Linked DNA regions of Mus musculus: region 2 is linked to region 1. A link is a contact called in public promoter capture Hi-C data. All regions are on one chromosome and are shown on one strand. The core of a region is the stretch at or near the end of the contact, and the rest is flanking DNA. Distances in the headings are between cores, read along the strand shown. Region 1 has its middle 36 kb from the start of Cry1. Region 2 holds the start of Ascl4 (achaete-scute family bHLH transcription factor 4).

Region 1 (6,334 bases), core at 1,956-4,455:
CTTTGTAACATTAAGTGACACAGACTGGATGAACAGTGTTCCCCAGAGCCCTATGTTCAAGCCCTAACTTCCAACGTAGTGGGTGTTGGAGATGGGGTGTTCAGAAGATAACAGGTTAAAAGATGCCATGAAGATAGGGTCCTGTTGATGGGATTCATAGCCTCACAAAACAGGAAGCGATCCAAACACCTTAAGAAGGTAGCACTCTGTAAGCCCGAAAGATGGTCCTCGCTGGACCCCCAAACACGCTGGGACACTAACCTCAAACTTCTAACTTCCAGGGCTGTGAAATTTAAACCTCTGCTATTTAAACCACCACCCTGGCTATAACATTCTTGTTATCTTGTCCCAACAAGAAGGGCATCCCCTTCTCTAATGACTTGGATTTTTTTTTAATCTCTAATACTCTGTTTTTCTCTCGAGGCAAGCATAATGTGGTAAGACCTCTTGAAGAATGTTCTAGAGACCTAGAAATGGCACATCAACCTTTTTGTTTCTCTCTCTATTCTGGGGGGAATAGAGGATGCTTCATGGGTGTAGCCTTAGATTTCAGGATCTTTGGTAAAAGGACACTGCTTACTTACTATAACTAAAGGGAAGCATCTTGGTAGAAGAACCACAGGAAGACAAAATGCCCACAGTACACTACGATATGACTAGGAAGAAGACAGAACAAGCCTCCATTTATCCCAGTCCTCTGAGGCCCTAGAGTGGTACACAAGACTTTGGAAAAAGCTGAGGTACCAACATAAACATAAACAGTTGAGCAGGCATTCTAAGGGCCTCTAGGCCAGGTTAACCAGGGGGCGTGGTCCTAAAGGATGAAAACTGAGAGTGGCCATCCACATAGAAAAGACTACACGGTGCTTGCAAGGAGATTGCCACTATCATTAGATAGAATCGGGCTGAGCCGAAGGGAAGAGATGAGGCATGTGCCCAGGATCCCTGGAATAAAAAATAGGTTGTCTCAGGGTCATCTCTGGCCCTCCACTCCAACCTCACTGGGGCTACAGAGAAAGTCATCTGTGTGGGACCAAGAACAGAACTGTCAATCAAGTCTGACAATGGGGTCATGGAAAGGAACAGTCATGTACACTTTGAAACAAGAGTATCCACATCACCTAGGCAACTAGAAAGTTATTAAATCTACCCAAGAAGTCACTGAAGGAGCCCTTCCCAGGGGGAAAGGAATATGACATAGCATAGTTGGAAGCATCGAATGAGAAAAATAAAACTTCAGAATGGTATCACATTGAAAAGAACTGGATCCATCCCATATACCTTATCACAGATTTGAGCTTCAAAACAGGTCTGTGGAGCTTCTGTATGGCAAAGACATCATCATTTGGACAAAAAGCAGCAAGTTATGGAATGGGTAAAGTTTTTACTAACTAAGCATAGGATTGAGGGCCAATATCTAAAATATATAAAGAACTAAAAAAATGGATATCAAGAAAGCAAACAGTCCAATTTAAAAATGGGGTATAGATCTAAACAGAGGATTCTCAAAAGAGGAAATTCGAATGACTGGGAATCACTTAAAGAAATATTCAATATCCTTAGTTATCAGAGAAGTGTTAAAACAATCTACCTTGGGATCTCATCTTACACCAGTCAGCATGGCCATCAACAATAAAGCAAATGGCAGCTTATGTTGTCAAGGATGTGGAAGAAATCCATTCGTTGCTGGTGGAAGTGTGAAGTTGAACAGGCCTTATGAAAATCAGTATGGCAGTTTTCAGGAAGCTGGGAATAGGTCCACCTCAAGATCCCAGCTTGTCACTCTTGGGCATATACCCAAAGAATGCTTCATTCTACAACAGAGACACATGTTCAGCCATGTGTAGTGCTGCTCTATTTATCATAGCCCAAAACTGGAAACAGCCCAGATGCCCCTCAACAGAATAATGGATAAAGAAAATGTGGTAAATTTACACAATGGAGTATTACTCAGCCATTAAAAAAAATGAAATCTTGAAATTCACAGGTAAATGGATAGAACTAGAAAATTATCATCCTGAGTGAGGTAACCCAGACCCAGGAAGATAAATATGGCTTGTAGTTGGTTATATGTAACTGTTAGCTATTAAGTCTTCCGTAAGCAAGTGATGGTTCATATAACCACAGAGGATGGAGATAAAGTCATGGAAAGGGGATGGATGGATTAATCTCCCTAGGAAAGGAGAGACAGAAACATCTGGGACTTGATTGCTGGCATCCAGGCAGAATGAAAGAGTCTGAAACGTGACATGCTTGACATGAGCCTCCCTCGGCAGAAGCATTGGTACAGGTGGGGACACACATGTGCATACACAGGCACACATACACTCACACATACGTGAACACACATGCACACTCATAAGCACGCGTGCACACACTCATGCACACACTCGCGCATGTGCACGCACACAAGTAGTATCTAGTAGTCTCCCTACTGTTTCTAAATTCAGAGTTTCCTCATCACTAGGTGGCCCTCTCAATGAGCCTCTCTCTGACCCAGTTGCTGCTGTTCTGAACACTGTAGCTCTCTTTGCTTTGCTGCTGTTGGGTTTTCTCCCTGGTAATCATCATTCACGTGCTAAATGCTTGGCTTACTTATTTTCTCCTTCCTTTATAAGAGCCAGAGTCTGCTTTGTTCATTTCCATGCCCTTCCCTCCTGGAGTGCTTCCAAGCACACGGGAATCCACGATACAGGGTTTATATACAAGCAAGTGTGGCTGATCAGGGAAATGGCAGTTTGGCAGAAATGAAACCTAAGACAGACTCACTAGCTAACATTTGTCATCTGTTCTGCTAGGAGGACACGACTAGAAGAGCAGAGGAAAAAGAAAATCAGAGGAAAACAGTCCGTTTTAAAACAAGCCGTTCTGTCCCCACACGTGGCTGCCATCATTTCCTCCTCCATAAGCTCCTAACATCGTACCCAAAAGCTGGGAGGCACGCAACCTGAAGCAAGGAGATAGGCAGTCTGGATTCTCCATTTCAGTCTCAGCATCCTCATTTAACACGACGAAATAGCTAATACATTCTGTGATTCGGGAATCAGAGGCTGCAAGCTAAGGTCTTACATAACAGGTGTGGCCTCACTTCCCTACCCCACAGTTCTAAAAGAAATGTTATTGTGGGTACCGATCTGCGCGAATAACGCTGCAGAGATGGACAGTCAGGGCAGGGAACCTGAGACTCTCCAAGGAGGCGAGCAAAGCCTTTGCCTTCAAAAAGAGACAGGAGAGGAGTGCAGTTTTGCTTTCAAGCCCCAAGGTGTTGGCCTTTGCCGTAAGGTAATCTCTTTCTTAGAGCGCCACCTACTGGTGCAGGGTTTTGCAGCAACGCCTAGCCTCGGCTTGTACAAGCACCTGTTCTCGACCAACCTCAGTGTGTTTTAGAAAAGAGTCTTACATGATACTTCAAAACAAGATCTCTCTCATGAATGAGGTTTCTATTGTAGCTTTACCATTAAAAAATAGGAAGAAGCGCTTTCTGGGCCTTAGTTTTTATAAGAAACAACAGGTCTTTTGCTGAAAATCTGTCTTCTGCTTTACAAAGCTTCCTTGACTTGGTAAGGCAAGCATATTCTTGAAGGGTCATGTGTGCTAGCCAAAATTAAATAGGGAGATTTACATTTTAATTGCAGCGAGGGACATCCCGCTTTAAGGAATCCCAAGGGTAATTGAACATTTTTCTAAAGTCAAACAAGCTCTCCAGTTGTGTTTGCTTTGAAACTCAGCCTCACCTTTAATTTGCTCCAAATTCAGGTCCACCTGTTCTCATAGCACGGGTTCTGGTCAGTTTTAAACGACAGCGTTTCACTCACACCCTCTTTAAAAAGCAAGCCAAATAGACTCCAAGCCCATTCCGAGCTGGCAGCGAAGCCCATGGAAGAGATTGTTTATGAGATGTTTTGCCTGCCTGGATCTGGGGGGTTAAGGAAGGAAACAGCCCACACGGGCTCCACGCTCTTGTCTTGCCCAACCATCCCTGGCTTGCCACATGATGTCCTCAGCAGCTACCCCTCCAGGGTGCTAAAATTACTGTTTTGATTCCCTGGTGCTGCCAGTTTATCCCCCAAATTAATCGAAGAATTTTGTGTGAAACACACATAAGGAGGTTAGTAACGAAGAGGGGAGGGGCCTAAGTAAAAAGGATTACACCTGACTCCACTGTGACCCAGGCAGGGAAAAGGCATTCGAAGAGACTGAGATCCTGGTAACAATGTTACTCATATCACGCAAGATCATTTAAGGCCAGCAGCCTTAAAAGATGCTATTAGATACTCTTTTCCAAGAAAAGATGGCTCTGGGGAATTCCAATGATCTTAAGTGTATGAGTTTGCATTGTGAGTAAATCAGAGAGAACTGAATTTAAATCTCAGCTCTACATCACTATCCTTTAAGATGCAAGGGAAATTATTTGTCCTCTGTTGCTCCGTCTTCGCAATCATAAGATGGGAAAATAAGAACACTTTCCTGGGTAAGCCGTCAGGACGGAGGAAGCAGCAAGAGTTCTTGGGAGGCCTCCAACGTGGTGATAGCTATTAACAATAATGACCCAAATGTCAGATTCTTCAGTCAACACTGACAAGGACATTCAAAGGCCAGAATGACATAGTAGAAACGGCACTGAGTTAGACTGGGAGACTGACAGCTTTGTCCACCAATGCAAAAAGACCATACCCTTACCACAAAGGGAATAAGACATGGCCATTATGAACCAAGTATGAGTGACCACAGTTCAGGAACACAGACTCAGGCTACCCCCCAGATGCCATATTCTACTGTGGAAGTGGTCACATGAGACTGTATTTGTTACAGAACAAAGGACGTCATAAACCAAGGAATTTAACAGACGTGGTGGTAGGGACCATAGGTAGGTGGGTTAGAGCAAAGCAGAGAAATATCTTCTAAAGGCCTTAGATGCTACCCAGTGGCATCTGTTAGTACATCCTAAGGACTTATCTAGCAGTCACAAAAGGTGTTGGATCACACAAAGAGGTGGACAATGGATGCTTCTTTAGAGCTCTAAGACGGATCACAATAATTTTGGCTCTGGACTTGCAACATTCCAACTCTTCACAATGACTCCATCAGACTTATAGAACGTTTAACACAGGTGCAGCATTTTTTTTTTCTGGGAACATCACATGCCCCAGCTCTGTTTGAAATTGTCTGTGACTCACAGCCAGTCCATTGGTTCCCTCTGGTCCTCATTCTCCTCATTTCCTAGATAAAATCACAATGGTAGCCAGAGATCTGTGGCTTTTATAAATGAAGATGAAGGGGTTGGTGCAATGCATCCGTGATTGACAGCAATCAATGCAGAGGACTCAGGTTCCATTCCCAGAATCCATGTGGCAACTCATAACTGTTTGTAACTCCAGTGCCCACCTCTGGTCTCCGCAGGCACCAAGCACGCATGTGCTATAATACATATGCAGGCAAGCACTCCTACACACACAGGAATTGTTTGAAGTGGCTTCCCAGCTCTGAGCACTAGAAATACAGCAATGATTACTCCTCAGAACTCAAGAAAAGCATTTCGATCTAAACTCCACTGTATTTTCCCCTTCCATTTGCAGTGTCATAAATATGTGCATGTTTTAAAGAAGGCCCTCTTGTAAATTGTTACTAAAGGCTTGGTTGGAAATGAGATCGGGGACAGAGTGTGAACACTGTCAGCCCCATGGAGGGGCCCTTTGGGCTCTGTCACATCCTCTCTCTATGGAGCTGGGAGAGCTCAAGTTTGGTGCACATTGGCTTTCCCTATGGAGCAATTTCTTGGATGGAATTCAGGCAAAAGGAGGAGCTGTGAAGGAAATGAGCAAATATCCCCCAAGGATCCGGTTTTAATCACCACCATGTTCCTCTCCTGTGGGAAGCCGTTGCAGAGTGGCAGTTGCAGAGTGGCAGTTGGCTACTGCTGGCCACCACACATACATAGACAGTGAAGGTTCTTTTGCCAAGATGAGAGACAAGTTAACCAATCAGATGTGAGACACACCTCTCCTAGGCCTATATAAGCAGTACCAGTTCTGGGCTCGGGGTCTTTTCGCCTCTACAATCAAGCTCTCCCAATAAACGTGTGCAGAAGGATCCTGTTGCAGCGTAGTTCTTCCTGGCCAGTCGAGCGCGCGCAAGACTCTCGAACTGCTAAAAATGACACGTAGGGAAGTGACCTTGTAATGAAGTCAGAACAGCAATGAGAGGTCAACCTAGAACGGAAGTGACTTCTAGAAAGGAGACTTATGACTTGTTTGATGGCAATAGCTTTTATTGACTCCTTGGCTTCGTTGATGGGGGATAGGTACATCACCAAGAACTGCACAGTAGAAATTTG
Region 2 (6,334 bases), core at 2,667-5,166, 710 kb before region 1:
CCATTTGAAAAATAGTACAAGACTTTCTCCAAACAACACAACTGACTTAACATTTGTACCTTACACCTCCACATCTCCTGTGAAGTAGCAGGAAAGAAGATAACAACACCGTTATTGGCTAGCAAATAACAATGGAAGGGAGCGCTGGACAGGAGAAAGCTGCCCTGGGCCTCAAAGCCAGGCAGACTAAGGATGCAGCTCAGCCAGGCCTGGCAACACTGACTTGGCTCAAGGCATAAAATCTCTTTCACCTCATTTTTAAAAAAATATTTATTTTTATTTTATATGAATGCTTTGCTGGTATTATATAAAGCCACCATTTGTGTCCAGTGTCTATGAAATCCTTAAGGGGACATCCAATCTCCTAAAACTAGAGTTACTGATGGTTGTGATCTACCATGGGGGTGCTGGGGACCAAACCCAGGTCCTCTGAAAGAGCAGCATGCACTCTTAACTACCAAACCATCTCCCCAGCCCCCTGCTTCTTAAAATAAAAAGGGGGTTGGTTTGTTTTTAGACGGAGTTTCTGTCTTTCTTTCTTTCTTTTTTTTTTTTTTTTTTTTTTTTGATTTTTGTTTTTCGAGACAGGGTTTCTCTGTGTAGCCCTGGCTGTCCTGGAACTCACTTCGTAGACCAGGCTGGCCTCGAACTCAGAAATCCGCCTGCCTCTGCCTCCTGAGTGCTAGGATTAAAGGTGTGTGCCACCAGGCCCATCTGGACAGAGTTTCATCACGTGGAACTGGCTATGTAGACCTCTCTGGCCTTGCATTTAGCAAGATCCTCCTGCCTCTATTCCCCACGTGCTGGGACTAAAGGTGGGCACCACCATGCTCAGCTCAAGAGAAAGGATACACTCTGTTTTAAATTTTAAGCAAAATGCATGTGTAACACCCAGGCCACAAATATTTGAGAATCAAACAAGACAGAATTGAAAGATTAACAGCGTTCTAATAAGGAAAAGATAGGCGCTGAATCACGAGGCAGGCAGGAAGGGGCCTTGTGAGGAGATGGCGCCTAGAGAGTGCTCACCAAAGTCCGTGCTCCTCCACTCCATCCCTCTCAAGCCAAGCTTCCTCTAAAGAAAGGGAATTCACGAGATTAGAAGGTGAGTATGGCTGGGGCATAGCCCAGTGGGAGGGCACTTACCTAGCATGTATTAAGCCTGTGGTTCAATTGCCACCACCACAGAAGGGGTAGATGGGTGGGGTCAGGAGCTTTAGAAATCAGTTTACAGCCGGGGGCGTGGTGGTGCACGCCTTTAATCCCAGCACTCGGGAGGCAGAGGCAGGCGGGTTTCTGAGTTCGAGGCCAGCCTGGTCTACAAAGTGAGTTCCAGGACAGTCAGGGCTACACAGAGAAACCCTGACTCGAAAAACCAAAAAAAAAAAAAAAAAAAAAGAAAAAAAAGAAAGAAATCAGTTTACCGTCAGATGTCAACAAGCATCTAGTGGTTTTACAGAATTCATAACTGTTTTGGTGAGGTAGAAGGAATGACCATAGTTAAATATTCAACACGCTAGAAAGCTTTCAAAGACAAATGGCTCGGACATGTAGCAAGTTCAACCCAACCCCATCGTCCATAGCTCTCTCCATTCAGCTCAAATGCCAAAAGGCACCGTGCATATTTGCTTTCCATTTGTCAAGTCAGTGTCAAACACCAAAAGGCACTAAGCATACTTGCTTTTTTATTTTTTCCAAGCAAAGGTTAGACGGGATGAGAACTGTACAGGGGAACACATAGACAAAAGGGCAAGAGAAACAGTGGGCAGAAACCGGGAGAGAAGATGGCCATTCAGAGCTCCTCCAAAAAGATCATTAACTTCGCGGCACTTTATTAGCTGCTAAAGTTTCCGATCTACCTCTTGCGGACGAAGCAAGATAGGTCAAGCATTGTCCTTTTTAGCACAGCGACGTTCAGGTCCAGCAGATGCTCCACAAATGTCTTATGGAGTGTCCTACCCTCAGTGAGGTGTTGAGATTTCCAGTGCATTTCCCAATTGGAAGGAATGAGTGAGAATGTTCCTCTCGCGTGAAGGACTGTCTCGTGTGTGTGTGTGTGTGTGTGTGTGTGTGTGTGTGTTTCTTCTCTGGCTAAGGTTTCTTAAAGTCCTTTGTGTTTTTAAAATCACCGCATAGATTTGAGATGGCCCTTCTGTGCTTCAAAAATACGAGAATTGAGTTTCCTTAAGCATTTTTAAGCTGCAAACTCGGAACCAATGAAGGTGAAAGGGGACAAAAAAAAAAAAAAAAAAAAAAAACCAAACTCTCTAAACATTCAATTACCTTTCTTTCCTAGATCCAGAAGCACTTAGTTGTTTTCTGGTTTTTGGTTTTGTTTTAAAGATCTAGGCCCGGAGAAGCAACCATGAAAGCCCAGTGGGCTAGGATGCTGCTAGCTACGCTCCTCAGACTCGCTGCAGGGCGAGGCTCCGGAGGATGCTTTGGACTCGCCATCGCTGTTGCAGTCCGGCCGGTGGCGCTCCAGCAGCTCCTGCAGTTGCTTGATGTAGCTGATGGCGGCGCGCAGCGTCTCCACCTTGCTGAGCCGCTGGCCCGCCAGCTCGCGCGGCAGGTGCTGGCGGAGGCGCGCGTAGCCCTCGTTCACACAGCGCACGCGCTGCCGCTCGCGCTCGTTGCGTTGGCGCAAAAAGGCGGGCTCGGCGACGCCCCCAAGCGGCAGGGACGAGTACGGCCGTCTCCGCGCGCAGTCCGCGGCATCCTGGCGCACCGAGACCCTGCAGGGCTCCCTCCCGGGCAGCGCGCCCAGCGGCGCTGTACGTAGCGCGGACGGCAGGGCAAGCAGTCCGGCCGATCTGCGTTTTTCCATTCTCTGCGAAAAAGCACGCAGATGACTCTCTCACCTTGAAGACGAGACTGGAAGCTGTCGTAGCGGAGATTCTGGTCCATCCAGACTTCCCGGTCTGTCTCTGGAGAAGTTTCTAGGTCCAGAAGTTAGGTACCTGAGCACACTTGGAGTGAACTTTGCATGATTTCCGAAGCAGGTTGCTCTTCTTGGGTCTTTATAAAGCTTCAGAGAAGAAGGGGCAAAGATAGAGGGCTCGCCTCATCAACGCTTGTATCCATGTGCTTCCTCTGATCTTAGTTTAAGAGTTAACATAGGGTTCCCAGCCTGGATAGACGGTCGCACTCTAAGCAGATTGATCTTTCAAAGCTGCCCAATTGTTGTAATTCACTCCTTGGGTCAGCAAGTGTGGCTATCCGGGAGCCCGAACTTGTTCAGGAATTGAGCAGAGAGCCTCCCCAGGCACTGGCTGATCGGCTGGCCAACAGAGCGAAAGTTTACTCCGGCGTTCTCCTTGAAAATCCAAACTTGACTGCCCTTTGTGGTTTCCGGCGTTCAGGTCTGATGGAAAGAGCTTTCAGAGTGTTTGCAAACATACCTCTCTGCTCTTTCATTTCTGGGGAGGTGGAGAAGAAGCGCTCATCAAAGGGAAGACTGCTCTCTTGTGGTTAGACGATGTGTCAAGTCCTCCTTGGACCTCCGGGGAAGCCCGAGGTTTTCTTCTGCGAAATAGAATCTTTAAAAACCAAATTAGACACTTTTCAAAGGAATCAAGAACAAAATATATGTACTTTAGCATCGAATGTAAGGATCCGCACATTGTGTTCTAAGGTATGTTTAACGCGGGGCCCTTTGTGCTTCTGCTGCTCTGTAAAAACACATCAAAAGCCCGAACAGTAACAAACACTTTTAGCCAGTTATTTCTCGGAGTGCTTACTGTAAACACACCTTTAGTCCTGCCTCCCAACCTCTTCTAATCCCACTCAGGATATAACAATATCTTCCCATAGCACGAAGTATTTTCCTATTGTACTCATCATTAAGTTTATTTCCTCCCCAGAGGACTGGAAAACAACATTTGAAAAGAAGAGAGCCCCAATCCCAAGGAGAAAGGATTTGGCTTTGAAGGCTTGTCTTTTTAACACTCAGGGCCCCGCCCCCCCCTCCCCCCCCCCCCCCCCCGCACCACCACCACACACACAAATGAATAATTAATCCATCTGTGCTGGTAAAGGGCTTTGAAGATGAAAGTGTCATTAAAAATCCAACTATACTGGTTAATGTCAAAGAGTGTTATCGCATGGAAAAATCAGATTTCCTGCAAACCAACACATTAAAGGCATCTTCTACTTGAAAAGTCCAACTTAAAAACGAGAGGCAAAACCCCCTGAATTTACAACCAGACTTGACTCTTTTCTGGAAGCTAGGGTGTTGCCCTAACATGTTGGGTTTTTTTTTTCTTTTTTCTTTTTTTTAAAGGAGCCCTCTGCTTCTATATTTACTAAAGTTTACAGTCTAACTGATCAGCCTGAAGCAATTGGAAATTTGCATCGAGGCAAATGAAATAGAAATAATTATTCCTTTTCGGTATCAGTTGTCCCATGTTAGATGTAGCTCCCTATGGGCTTATACTGGCAAACAACTCCCTGTGGCACCATGAGTTCTTACGTCATCACTTTTGCACTAGTTGAGAAAGCATTCCTATTCGCCAGGGTAGACTCCCAGACCATGAGTTCCTTCATAGGGCCAGGTCAAAGATTTTGAACTTCCTTGCTAAGAGTGACAAGAGAAAATGAGATAATTGAAAACGAACATGACATAGATCTGTTTTTATTTCCCAGATTGACAACAAATAAAAAAGCCTGCAAGTGGGGGTTGGGGGAAGAGGAAAAAAAAAAAAGAAAAAGCTTGCAAGTCAGGTGTGGGGGTGCACACCCTTTTATTCTAGCCCTGGAGAGACAGAGGCAGGCCAGCCTGGTTAACATAACAAGTTCTAAGCCAGTCAGGATTGTTTTTTATATTAAAATAAAATAAAATAAAATAAAATAAAATAAAATAAAAGCAGATAAAGGCTGACTAACAACTGCCCGTGTTGAGGACTTGTAGGAGGGTGGAAGCATAAATCACTCAAGTGTTTGGGGAAGGAATGATTATAATTCACAGCATATTTATTATGCCACCGCCTTTGATCCACAGAAAGAAATGCATCACTACAGGTTTATACGTAACTACAGACACACACCAAGCACAGCATTTGTAGTGAGTTAAAAAGGAGACCAGGGGTGTGCCTGGGGCTGCTTACCTATACAATCCCAGCTCTGTTGGGCTGCTTACCTATACAATCCCAGCTCTGTTGGGCTGCTTACCTATACAATCCCAGCTCTGTTGGGAGCCTTGGCAGGATGGCTGCAAGTTCAAGGCCTGCATAATGCTACCTGTAGATGTGCATTCCGGGCTGACCATGAGGTGTTGGATAACCAGTTGGTGTGCTTTTCTCTGGGGGAAGATTATGTCTCATCCTTAGTAGCCTGTAGTTCCCTGGGGAGGGCTGGGGCTTCAGGGGCTTTCCCTGTCCACAGTAGTGTGTCTATTGCTGTTGCTTTCCCCTATAGACACAGTAGTGTGTCTATTGCTGTTGCTTTCCCCTATAGACACAGTAGTGTGTCTATTGCTGTTGCTTTCCCCTATAGACACAGTAGTGTGTCTATTGCTGTTTGCCCTTGTTCTGCTCGTACTTAGACAGCTGTGTTAGCGAGTCTGACTTATGTGTTGAAGAATATATATGTTTATAATATCCATATATGTATGTTTCAACAATTAATAAAAAAAAAGAGACCATAAATTTGAAAAAGTTTGAGGAGGAGGTATATATGGGAAGGTTTGGAGGGAGGGAAGGAAAGGGGGAATTGGTGTGACTATATTATAATCTCAAGAAAAATATAAAAGAAATAACTGCAATTTCAAAAGTAAAATAAATCTTAAAAAGAAAAGAATGTTCAAGGCCTGCCTGGGCTGCAGAGTGAGTCAAAGCCAGAGAGGGCAGCCTGTGAGACTGTGTCCCAAAGCCAGTCAAGGTGGCCTGTGAGACTGTCCCAAAGTCAGTCAGGGCGGCCTGTGAGACTGTGTCTAAAAAGACAAAATAAAAAGAGGATGGTGCGCCGGGCGTGGTGGCACACACCTTTATCCCAGCACTTGGGAGGCAGAGGCAGGCAGATTTCTGAGTATGAGGTCAGCCTGGTCTACAAAGTGAGTTCCAGGACAGCCAGGGCTATACAGAGAATCCCTGTCTCGAAAAAAATAAATAAATAAAAATAAAAATAAAAAGAGGATGGTGTATGGTGGTGGTGCACACCTTTGATACCAGCACCCAGGAAGCAGAGGCAGGTGGATATCTAGGAGTTCAAGGCCAACCTGGTCTATGAGTGAGTTCCAGTACAGCCAAGGCTATCCTGTGTTGAAAAACAAACAAACAAACAAACAAACAAACAAACAAACAGTAAAGAGTTGGAGTTATCCTTAGGTTCTGTTCCA

What was found. Promoter capture Hi-C pulls out the DNA fragments that hold promoters and counts their contacts.
Region 2: a promoter capture Hi-C map of hippocampal neurons shows a contact between it and region 1, with 4 times the contacts expected there. The contact joins the promoter of Ascl4 here to the enhancer-like site in region 1. A contact is called at or near these places in 9 of 39 promoter capture datasets (the HPC-7 cell line, cranial neural crest, embryonic stem cells and 6 more), 2 of 484 Hi-C or Micro-C datasets (both in cortical neurons), 6 of 115 datasets of contacts at active chromatin or transcription factors (astrocytes, bone marrow-derived macrophages, embryonic basal ganglia and 3 more) and 1 of 9 other capture datasets (embryonic stem cells).

The regions. Positions count from the first base shown.
Region 1 is chr10:85,218,067-85,224,400 of GRCm38.p6, reverse strand. No RefSeq gene overlaps it. Among named protein-coding and RNA genes, the nearest start is that of Cry1, 36 kb to the right of the region's middle. Within about 2 kb of position 3,205, at least 21 of the 459 cell types and tissues checked have an H3K27ac peak or open chromatin away from gene starts, as enhancers often do. A contact at or near this core is called in cortical neurons and hippocampal neurons, where this site is marked.
Region 2 is chr10:85,924,984-85,931,317 of GRCm38.p6, reverse strand. It overlaps Ascl4 (achaete-scute family bHLH transcription factor 4), which reads right to left and starts at 3,916. Exons shown (of 1, transcript NM_001163614.2): 1 at 1,669-3,916. The coding sequence starts at 2,827. The coding sequence ends at 2,393.